3 separate regions of the Mus musculus genome follow, and regions 1 and 2 are each linked to region 3. A link is a contact called in public ChIA-PET and promoter capture Hi-C data. All regions are on one chromosome and are shown on one strand. Each heading gives the region's core, a stretch centred on a gene start, on an enhancer-like site or on the middle of the called end of the contact. The rest is flanking DNA. Distances are from core to core; before and after follow the strand shown. Region 1 has its middle 42 kb from the start of Gm25869. Region 2 holds the start of Syt6 (synaptotagmin VI). Region 3 holds the start of Ptpn22 (protein tyrosine phosphatase, non-receptor type 22 (lymphoid)).

Region 1 (3,236 bases), core at 134-2,633, 470 kb after region 3:
TCTGTAGACGCCATGTACTGTCCAAGGCTTCCCTAAGACAGCTCCTTCCCTAATTAAGTCATCCACGGCTGGTCTCTGATGTGTGTACTCAAGGACCCAAATAGTAAAGAATCAACAAGGGCTACAGGGAATTGGAGGGCTGGCTGGAAGATTGGATTTTAGAGAACAAGGCAGTAAAATCCAGCTAAGATTCAAGGAATCTGGCAGCTGCTGGCCCTGGGTGGTAAATTGCTAAAATTAAATTATCACTTAGAGTCACCTGGAATAAAAAAACCTCATTCAGGCAAAACGTTGAAGGCCATATTGCTACTCACACAGAGCAAAATGAAAAGCAGGAGTCACAGGAGCTGTTGTGAGTGTGACTTCTCCTACGAAGACTGGATAGATGAAAAAACGAGAAGTTTAAGCCTCTCTTTTCCCACCCGGAGATTTTCCAATAATGAGCAAAACCAACCTCTTCAAGCACAGCCAGGCTTCAACACCTGTTGAATTGATACCCACCCCGCCTTCCAGCTGCGGTGATAGTGGGTCACGTGGTTCAGGGAAGACTGTGACTCCAGAGTCTACTGTAAGGACACTTAACAAGATCTGAAGGACTCAAACTTCCTGAACGTTGAAACACCTGTGTCCTCTGCGTTCGCTTCTGACTAAAGTTCTGTCACTTCCTGCGCATGCGTCCTTGTGGGAGCACTCAGTCTCTTCTCGGTCACTCCCTGCGCATGCGTCCTTGTGAAAGAGCGCAGTCTCTGCTCTGTCACTCACTGCTTTACAGGTTTCTAAAGACAGTCAGACACCAATGTGGCCGGGAAGCAGAACTCTGAGCTTGTTATTACAAGAAAAGTTAAAGGCCCATCAAAAGACTGTCTGAGCCAGGCTTGTGCCTGCAATGCCAGCCCTCAGGAAGCTGAGTGAGACAGAGTCTTAAGTGAGGTCAACCTAGAATATTAGGTGACTCTCAACCATCTAGAACTCCAGTTCTAGCAGCTGATGCCCTCTTCTGGCCTCCGAAGTCACTGCATGTATACACACGGTACATAGGCACACATGCAGGCAACGCCCACATACATAAAATAAACTAAAAGCTAAAGAAAGATGGTTCTGGAAGAAAGCCAGCCAGACTGCAAAGATGGTGGGAGAGAAGCTCTTCTGAGGACAGTATTTTCTCTGCCTAGACCAGAGTGTGTGGTGTGGTGTGTGTGTGTGTGTGTGTGTGTGTGTGTGTGTGTGTGTGTGTGTGTGTAAGGCACATGCCATAGAAGGGAGTGGGGAGCCTCCAGCCTTAGATAAGTACATCTAATCGCTTAGCTGTTATGTATGTTATGTTAGCTATGTTATGTTATGTAGGAGGACTGTCTGAGAGCAGGGAGTTGTCCTATGTCTATAGACTGACTCAAACCTCTTCAAAGTCTCTGTGCAAAACAACAGCCACCACCATCGCCACCACCCCACCCTGGCCAAAATGAGCTAAGGTGCTGACTTCTGCCCACCACTCCCTCCCCACCACCTACCCCTCAAGATAAGCACCATTAAATTGTGGGTGGGTAGGAGGAGGAGCAGATCATGATGCACAAAGGTCTTTAAGCCAGGGCCAGAGTCCTCAGGCTTAGAAATCTATGTTCAGACTCAATGGGTGGCAGCTGGGACCAAGCAGAACCAAAAAGACCTAAGTCTAAGACAATACTAGCCTGGCCTGACAAATCTTGGGACTATGAACCAGGCAGTCTCTTTGCCTAAAATGGAGTTGAGACAGCCTCTGTGGGGTAGGTCAACTGGTAAACATCTTAGATGTGGTAGGTGTCAGCCCCTGAACCTTCTTCCTGTGTATGAAGAATTTGCCACAGGATGGAGGGCAAGAGGAAGAGCCCCTCCTTCCGCCAAGGCCCGTTCTCCCCCCGACTCTGTACCCATAGCATTTCAGGATGTGACACAGAGACATAGGGACAGCTCAGGTTCCACCCAGCCACTCTAGTGTGGCCCAAGATGGGAGGCAGTGTGTTCATTGAGGGACCAGCAGGTCCTGACCAGCTGGCCCTTGTGGTATGTCCCTGGAGAAGTGTCTAACCATTGTGCTTCCCCCACACTCCTGTGCATTCTCCTAGCCTGGTCTCCAGCTTGCCTGCCAATTCTGGACAGACCTAATATCATTCCATTAAATTCTTTTTGCTGCCTTGGTCACCCAGCCTGCTGCTGCCGCTGCTTAGATAAGAAGCGCCACTGGGGCAGTCAGCACAGATGCGGTTTGAAGTTGTGCCTGTGTGGATATGAAGTAAGCTGCAGAGAGAACCCCTGGGAAGGAGGAGACTGGGGTGGGGGAATCTATAAAGGGGAGTAGTGGGAGCTGGGGGTGTGCCTTGGTGGGGGCAGGGGGAGGAACAGCCAATGGAAGACACAGGAAGTGAAGAGACTTGAATACCAAGAAACGCAGTTCAAAGCTCACTATCTGAAACTGGAGTTATTCTGTTTGTGAATAAGGCACAAAGTAGGTCAGTGCCTTTCACACATGCCCTGAGCGCTGTAAGGAGAAAGAGTGACAGGGAGTGGAGATCACAGACGTGGGAAATGTCTTTGAGTCAACTTCATTTCTTCTCATTCTTCTATTGTTTTCTATTTTCATATGTGTGTGGAGCGCATATGTATATATGCATGTTTTGCCTGTATGTGTGTAAATTTGCATGTGTGGGTGCATGTGTGGAGGTTTGTGTAGAGATTCGAGGTTGATGGCAGGAGCCAGCCTCCATTGCTGTCCTACAAGGCAGGGTATCTCAATCAAACCCAGAGCGCTCCCAGACAGCTAATTCTTGCTAGTCAGCTAGCTTTGGGGGATCCCTTGTGCCCACCTTCCATGGCTGGAATCACAGAAGAGCCACCATGCCGGCCCAGCTTTTATGTGGGTTTGGGGGAATCTGAACGCTGGTCCTCACATTTTTTGTGACTAACATGTGAACCTCCGAGCCATTTCCTCGGCCCTCAACTTCATTGCTTGATCTATTTTCTGAGCAGTTGAAATCTTCCAAGGTTTCCCACTAGCCATCATCATATTCTTGAAATTCTTTTCATTAACAATTATCCCATTTAGATTATACATCGTAAAGATGGCTGACTGTGAGCCAGGTCCTTCTATCCCAGCAACTACAGAACCGCAGCGGGAACTTTCCTTTTGTTATCTTTTTTTATTTTTATTTTTCTAATCCAATTGTCTGTTGGTGATGTAAATGTATTCTTCAGTTAATTTTTAG
Region 2 (3,260 bases), core at 443-2,942, 290 kb after region 3:
ACCTCAAATGGAAAAGGCGCTCTGGAATCTGAGGCCACTGGGAGCTCGCCCGACCTGCACCTGCTCCTGGGTACCTCTCCCCTGGTCCCTGATTACCTGTCCCTGGAGAGATGCGTGAGGACCACATTTCTGCCTTTAGCAGCCCCCTCCTGTCTTTCCCTCACTAGCCATATGGAACCACGAAGCGACTCCCACTTAAGCCTAGGCCCGGAGCCACTAGGGTCTTGGTCAGGGTCTTGATCGGGGTCTCAGTCGCGGACAAGGTACGGTGAGTCTGCAGAGCCCCAAGGAACTCCAGCGCTTGGGTCTCTGCAGGATCTCCCCACCCCCACGCCGCATTCGCTCCGGGCCGCAGGCTGCCCCCGGGCCCTTCCCTCCGAGGGGACACGACCCATACTTCCTCTGTCCTGTACCCTCCTAATTGCGGGACAAAGGATCCCGCTGCAGCAGGAGAGCTTGGCGGCAAAGACTGGTGCAGCAGGTACATACCCGGGCCGGTCGGCTGTCACGCCGCGGACACTCCCGCGGCTCCCGCCGCCAGGGCGCGACACGCCACCCCTCTTGTCGCGACTCCCGCGAGACGTCGCGGCTGCACGCAGGACCGGGTCCCCGAGGGGCTCGGGCTCAGGACTCACCCGGGCTCAGGAGCTGGACTCGGCTCGGGCTGCCGCCTAGACTTGGCGGCTGCCGGGGTTGCGTCCGGCGCAGGGTCCGCGGGGCCGGGGCAGGAGGTTCCCGCCTGGCAAAGTCGGTGAGAGGCACCGGCTCAGTTGAACACCCGCCCGGAGTCCGAGTGAGTCAGAGAGAGACCGAGGAAGCGAGTTATAGGGGTGCCGGGTGGGGGTGGGGGTACGCCACGACACTCTCCCCACCCCGCCCCCCGTCCCCCCTCCCCCCCGGCGAGACGCAGACAGCCACTCGCTGCTGAGAAACCTGGACACAAAGACCGCGTGCCAGCTGCAGGCGCAAGTTTTTCCCAAGCCCAGTGGCACCGCCAGCCTTTACCCAGTCACTAATGAGCCCTGGATCCTAGATCCTGAACCCTGGACAGCCCCCCACCCCCTGAAACACAGCTTTCCTCCGTGCCCAGGACGTCTCCATTCCCCTCACCCTGGCCAATCGCTCCTGGGATGAGCCCAAGACACAAGGGAAACTGAGGCCCCAAGGATGCCGCATCTCCGGGCTCTCATAATTAGTGACCTGGAAGGAGAAGGGTTCTCTCCTCTCAGGTCCTCTTCGAATCTCTCCCTGCGGGCGGTGAGCCAGGGAACTGACCCAGACTGGGACTCCGAGCTAGACTTCTGAGGTTCTGGGGCCCTTGGGCTGGTACCTTGGGCAGGGGAGGCCACTGAGAAGAGAAATCCAGGAGTGGAGAGGGACCTGGGTCTCCCAGTACCTGAGTCTGCCGCGCTTGGACTCTGCTCCGGGGACTGCAGCTCGAAGCTCCGACAAGTCTCAACGTCCAGCCCGAGAGGGGGCGGCCGGGCCCGGCACAGAGAAGCCAGGACCGCGAGCGCCGCCTGGCACCGAGGCCCTCCGGCCCCCCAAACCCCGCTCATGCCCCGGACACTCAGGCCAGCGGAGTAGTGGCTCGAACTCCAGCCGCGGCCGGACTGGGGCGGGGTAAGAAGGCCCCAAGAAGACCCTCCCCGCAGCGGCCCCCTGAGGCTCCGCTCTGCTTTTAATCACTTCCCCGCAGGGTCCCCGCCCCTCACGTGGCATCCCGCGGCAGCTGGCAAGTCTGGCGCCTCACGGCCGCCCCCTCCACACTCAGGGACTTGCCTGAGTCCGGGCAGGTTCCAACCCCGCTGTCCCACATCATGCAGGATCAAGGCCAACTGAGTCCTCACTGCGGATATGACCTTGGGCCTTTCTGGGACTCAGTTTTCCATTTCGTAAACGAGGTGTAATAATTACTGGTGCTCTATGAGCTCCCTGGGAATATATAGGTAGTGCTTGTGAAAACGTTGGGGAAACTGCCACATGCCAAACAAGTGGGCATCGCAATAACACAACATAAAAAGGAGTGGTCTGACTGTATGGCGGGAGGACCCTGCAAAGAGAGTTAACAGGAGAAGTTAGCCAGACTTTCCGGGTCTGGGCTTCGGAGATATAAGACCCCAAGACGGCAGAGCGAGGGGAACTGTAAAGAAGACTTTCAGAGCCCCGCAATCTTGCGGTCCGAGGCACCCGCACGTTGCTATGGCGACTGGAGGCAGCGGCCGTCTCTCTCCATGGCAACAGGAGGAGAAAGTTTCTGAATAGGAGTGGGGAGCATTTCAGAAAGGGGTTCGGTTCCCACCAGACCCACCTCCACGCATCAGACCAAACCCACCATAAATAATATATTTTTGTATGAAGCATATATAACAAGGACCAAAAAGACGGAAATCTAAATAGGAGGCTAGACTGTAAAAGGAGCTCCCCTCAGGAACTGTGAAGTGAGACTCAGAAGCAGGGTGGCTGTTAGTTTCGGGATGCTTTCACCCAGGCCTGGAAATCTAGGAGCCATTGCTAACAGACAGGAGAGCGACTCCCTTAAGGCCCTATCACAGTAGACTCCCACCCTTCACCTATCATCATTGTGTTGCCTTTCCGAAGTAGGATCTGGGAAAGAAACTTTAGCTGGAGCCCCTGCACCTGCAGCTACGGGGCTGGTGTGTGCAAGTGAGAGTGGTCAGGGAGGAGGGTCCTTCCTCCGAATACACGTTAATTGGAGGTGGCTTGGGCTGCGACTCAGGTTCCAGAGAGAGGAGATTTGGAGCGGTAGCTCCAGACGATCACCACCATGCACCATCTGTACCAGCCGCATCAACTGGCCCTTATAGTTGCAAACACGAGACAGACAGTGCCCAGGGTAGCAAGAGAAAGGCCTCAACCTAAGAGACCTCTTCTCTCAGCCTGGAGGTTCTCCTAACAGGCGCAGTGTCCCTGTCCGCGGTGCTGAAGATTCGGTTGGTATAATCAGCTTGTGCGCGCTGTGTTAGGGAAGAGTGGGGAGGGGCTATTATAGCGGGTTCGCAGCTTCCACCCGGGTCCCTAGAGCCTGCCATAGAGAAGTGTGGGAACTTGAGCGGAAGGGACTGAGGACGGCTTGATCCATGGTTCAATCCAGACCACCTTCCAGGCAGTGGTGCTGGATTGCTGTTCCAACAACAGGTAAGCTTCTGCCTCTCCACTTGCCTTCCACCCACCTGAGGAACCCAGACGCCCGATATCCTCCCCTCCATCACCAATGTAGATTTCAGCCCCGAGGAGAG
Region 3 (3,081 bases), core at 432-2,931:
ATCTTAGCCTCAAAGTTGGGCCACTATATACTAGCCTGCTGTGCTATCTAATAGTGATATCTGTTCAGTGAAAACATCATGGATAGTTTTCTCTTCTAATATCTGGTGCCAGAACGCTAGTTCTGGAAGGCAAAGACATTTTGTTTACTATTGTATCTTAGTGTGAAGAAACAAAGTTGGTACATAGTAAGTGCTCCTAAATGATCCCTTTTCTGAGACACGGTCCCTCTCAGTCGCCTGGGCGAGCCTTGAACTCAAGATTTAACCCACCTCAGCCTTCCAAGTAACTGGGTCTCTGGGTGCCTCCAAAACACCTTGTTCTCATTTAATTATTATAATTAATGATATAATCATCACAATAATCCAAAATGAGATAGATAGGACATAAATTATTATCCTCATTTTTTTAACCTAGAAAACAAAGAGTTAGGGTGATTTGGGAACACGTTAAATATTTGATAATTTGAATGATGACCATGTCGATGTTCTTTATTTTTCTCAATTCAAAGCTGAAGGGCTAAGGCTTAACATTCTTACAGTTCTGAAATACCAATTAGAAGCTTTTAGAACACAGCAGGTTGGTGTGGTCGTACATGCCTTTGATCCCAGTGAGGCAGAGGCAGGAGGATCTTTTAAGTTCAAGGCCAAACCTGATCTACATAGTGAGCTCTAGGCCAGACAGAGCTACATACTGATACAAACAAACAAACAAACAAACAAACACTAAGCAAAAACCAAAAGCATGACAGGTGTGTCAAATACCATGTTATCTGATGTGCCTGACAGGGATGGAAAATGGGCCGCCCAGCTTTTGTTACACTGTTAACTATGGCTCCCTCTAAGTGGATTTGAGTTCTGGATAATCAAGTCCACCTGCTCCCAGGCTACCTTGCTCTCCATGTCTCTCACGTGTCTCTACTCCCCACTCTCCCTAGCCCACTTCTCCAGACAATATAAGTTAAAGAAGCCCAGCTATTGTTAAAAAGGAAAATGCCTATTCTAATAATCAACTTGTTTTCAAAGGGATAGGAGAAAAAGTGGCAAAATGAGAGTTTTTGGTGTTTTTCAAACCCCTGTTATCCCAATGATAGCCTATAGGGAAGCTAAAAATAACACGTAACATGAAAAGCTACTCTTATTAGTAATCTGAAGCATATGTCACAATGCAAATGCTTTCTGCAGATGTTCAGAAAGCATTAATATCCATACACCTGTCTATACCTTCTGTAGGACCATTAAGCTCAAAAGAACAAGCAAACCCAACATTAAAACCAGCCTACCTGGAGAAAACCCTGAGCACAGACACAACAAAGCCCAGAGAGGTTATGTTCTTAGGTCGCCTTCCTCCCTTCCACTCCAAACTCCATGGTCGTGTTATCCCTACAGCAATTGCGTCTAGGCAAACTGGGCCACCACAGACTGCTACACAGTTTATCTAAGAACTCTTCAGAGCATTCCAGAACTCACCAGAAATTCACTGGCAAACTCCTCACTGTTGAGTTTCTTTTTCTGGGCTTCTTTCAGTAGTTGCTGCAGAATTTCTCTTTGGTCCATGCCGCAGAGCAAGAGTCTGTGAGTAGGTTAAGGGAGGGCATGTCAAATATGTGTCATGGCCAAGGCAGCACCAAGAAGCCACTGCTGCTGCAGGAGCACAGCGTGCTGGAGGCTGTGGTTTACTGACTTCATCACAAGCCCTAGAGGAAATTAGTACAAAACTAGCTTCTGTGGTCACACAACAAAGCCATCATCTCCCTGCAGGGCCCTAGCGCCTTCCTTTCTCAACAAAGAAACTTGGCTACTGTTCAAATGTAACAAACAAGAGGCTAACCAGAACACAAACTGTGGTCTGCTTAGCTCAGAGACTGTTCCACGCTGTCAGTCTCAGACAGCACTCAGTTCTTCCATTCCCAGAAGAAAGGCAGAAAGTACAGCACTAACCTGTGAGTTCAGCTTTTCACATCCCAGTGAGCAGAAAGGCCTGGGTGACGCCCACCTATGCCCTGCTGCAGGAGAGGAGACAAACACTGGAGTTACCTATCTCCGACCCGGACCATTATCCCCAAAGTCTCCTATAGATATGATCATGGCAGACCTCTGCTCATCAAGCGGGCATTTTGTTTCAGAATTTGTCAAGCTTCCATTATAAACCTCACGTTTTTCTTTTAGAGGAAGCAAAGTCCACTGCTTCTGATGGTCCATCTCACCCGTGACTGGGGAAGTACTGGCCCTCATTAAGGGAAGTGTTGGTCTCTGTACTTCTTCAGACCTCCAGTAGCTTTGCAAACACTGAGAGTACAGCTCTACACAGGATGGGAAGCACCGGGGAGGCAGTTAGCACAATATCCCCAGAACGCACTGCTAGCAAACAGCGAAAGGACAAAACGGAACTAAAGCTAAAATATTGCTTGCTGAGAACCATACAGATTCTATCTAGGTCAGCCTGTCTGGAGAGAATTGAGGAGAGGTGGTGCAGTCCCAGCTCCTCAGGACTGTCCCCAGCTGCAAGATCACTTGAGTCTCAGAGTTTGAGACACCTGAGAAACAAAGTGAGCGCTCTCTCTCTCTCTCTCTCTCTCTCTCTCAGAAGGGGAGGGAGGAAGAATGAAAGAGGCTGAAGAATTCATGAAGACATGTTGACATTTTGATCCTACAGAGCCTATCTCAGAAAAGATCGCGTTTCAGGGAGCCGTCCACATCTGTGGTATCAGTGCCTTAACAAGGCAGGTTATTCCAGAGAATGCTTCCACATCTCCGTTTGCATAAATCCTCTCTTCGATGGGCACAAATCCACTCAAGATCTAATTCAGTGTGAAAACCCTTGCAAATGAGGAAGTTCAGTAAACAGAATGTTACAAAATTAGTTTCAAGTTAAAAAAAAAAACTGGGAAAGGTGTAGTTTGGACTTCCTCTATTAAGATATTAGCAACCCTTTCTGGTTTTACACTATTCAAACTCCCTTCAGAAAATCATGATTTTGAACACAAAACACGCTGCACCCTCTTCATTGAACCCTTGGCAGGCAATTTGAAGTTAGTATTTCACATAAAGAATTTCAAATGTAGTTCACACAAATTAAAATGA

Evidence for each region. Promoter capture Hi-C pulls out the DNA fragments that hold promoters and counts their contacts. ChIA-PET counts read pairs in DNA pulled down with a chosen protein or histone mark.
Region 1: an RNA polymerase II ChIA-PET map of memory CD8 T cells shows a contact between it and region 3, with 2.7 times the contacts expected there. The contact joins the enhancer-like site here to the promoter of Ptpn22 in region 3. A contact is called at or near these places in 7 of 39 promoter capture datasets (the 3T3-L1 cell line, cranial neural crest, embryonic stem cells and 4 more), 1 of 15 datasets of contacts at CTCF or cohesin (the NIH/3T3 cell line), 7 of 484 Hi-C or Micro-C datasets (CD4 T cells, CD8 T cells, the G1E-ER4 cell line and 1 more) and 5 of 115 datasets of contacts at active chromatin or transcription factors (CD8 T cells, T-cell acute lymphoblastic leukemia, effector CD8 T cells and 2 more).
Region 2: a promoter capture Hi-C map of neural stem cells shows a contact between it and region 3. The contact joins the promoter of Syt6 here to the promoter of Ptpn22 in region 3. A contact is called at or near these places in 1 of 39 promoter capture datasets (neural stem cells) and 1 of 115 datasets of contacts at active chromatin or transcription factors (memory CD8 T cells).

What each region holds. Positions count from the first base shown.
Region 1 is chr3:103,384,243-103,387,478 of GRCm38.p6, reverse strand. No RefSeq gene overlaps it. Among named protein-coding and RNA genes, the nearest start is that of Gm25869, 42 kb to the left of the region's middle. Within about 2 kb of position 1,383, at least 61 of the 459 cell types and tissues checked have an H3K27ac peak or open chromatin away from gene starts, as enhancers often do. A contact at or near this core is called in CD8 T cells, T-cell acute lymphoblastic leukemia, effector CD8 T cells and 3 more, where this site is marked.
Region 2 is chr3:103,573,677-103,576,936 of GRCm38.p6, reverse strand. Syt6 (synaptotagmin VI) reads right to left here and starts at 1,692. Exons shown (of 8, transcript NM_018800.5): 1 at 1,397-1,692. The coding sequence starts at 1,559.
Region 3 is chr3:103,858,877-103,861,957 of GRCm38.p6, reverse strand. Ptpn22 (protein tyrosine phosphatase, non-receptor type 22 (lymphoid)) reads right to left here and starts at 1,681. Exons shown (of 21, transcript NM_008979.2): 1 at 1,468-1,681. The coding sequence starts at 1,554.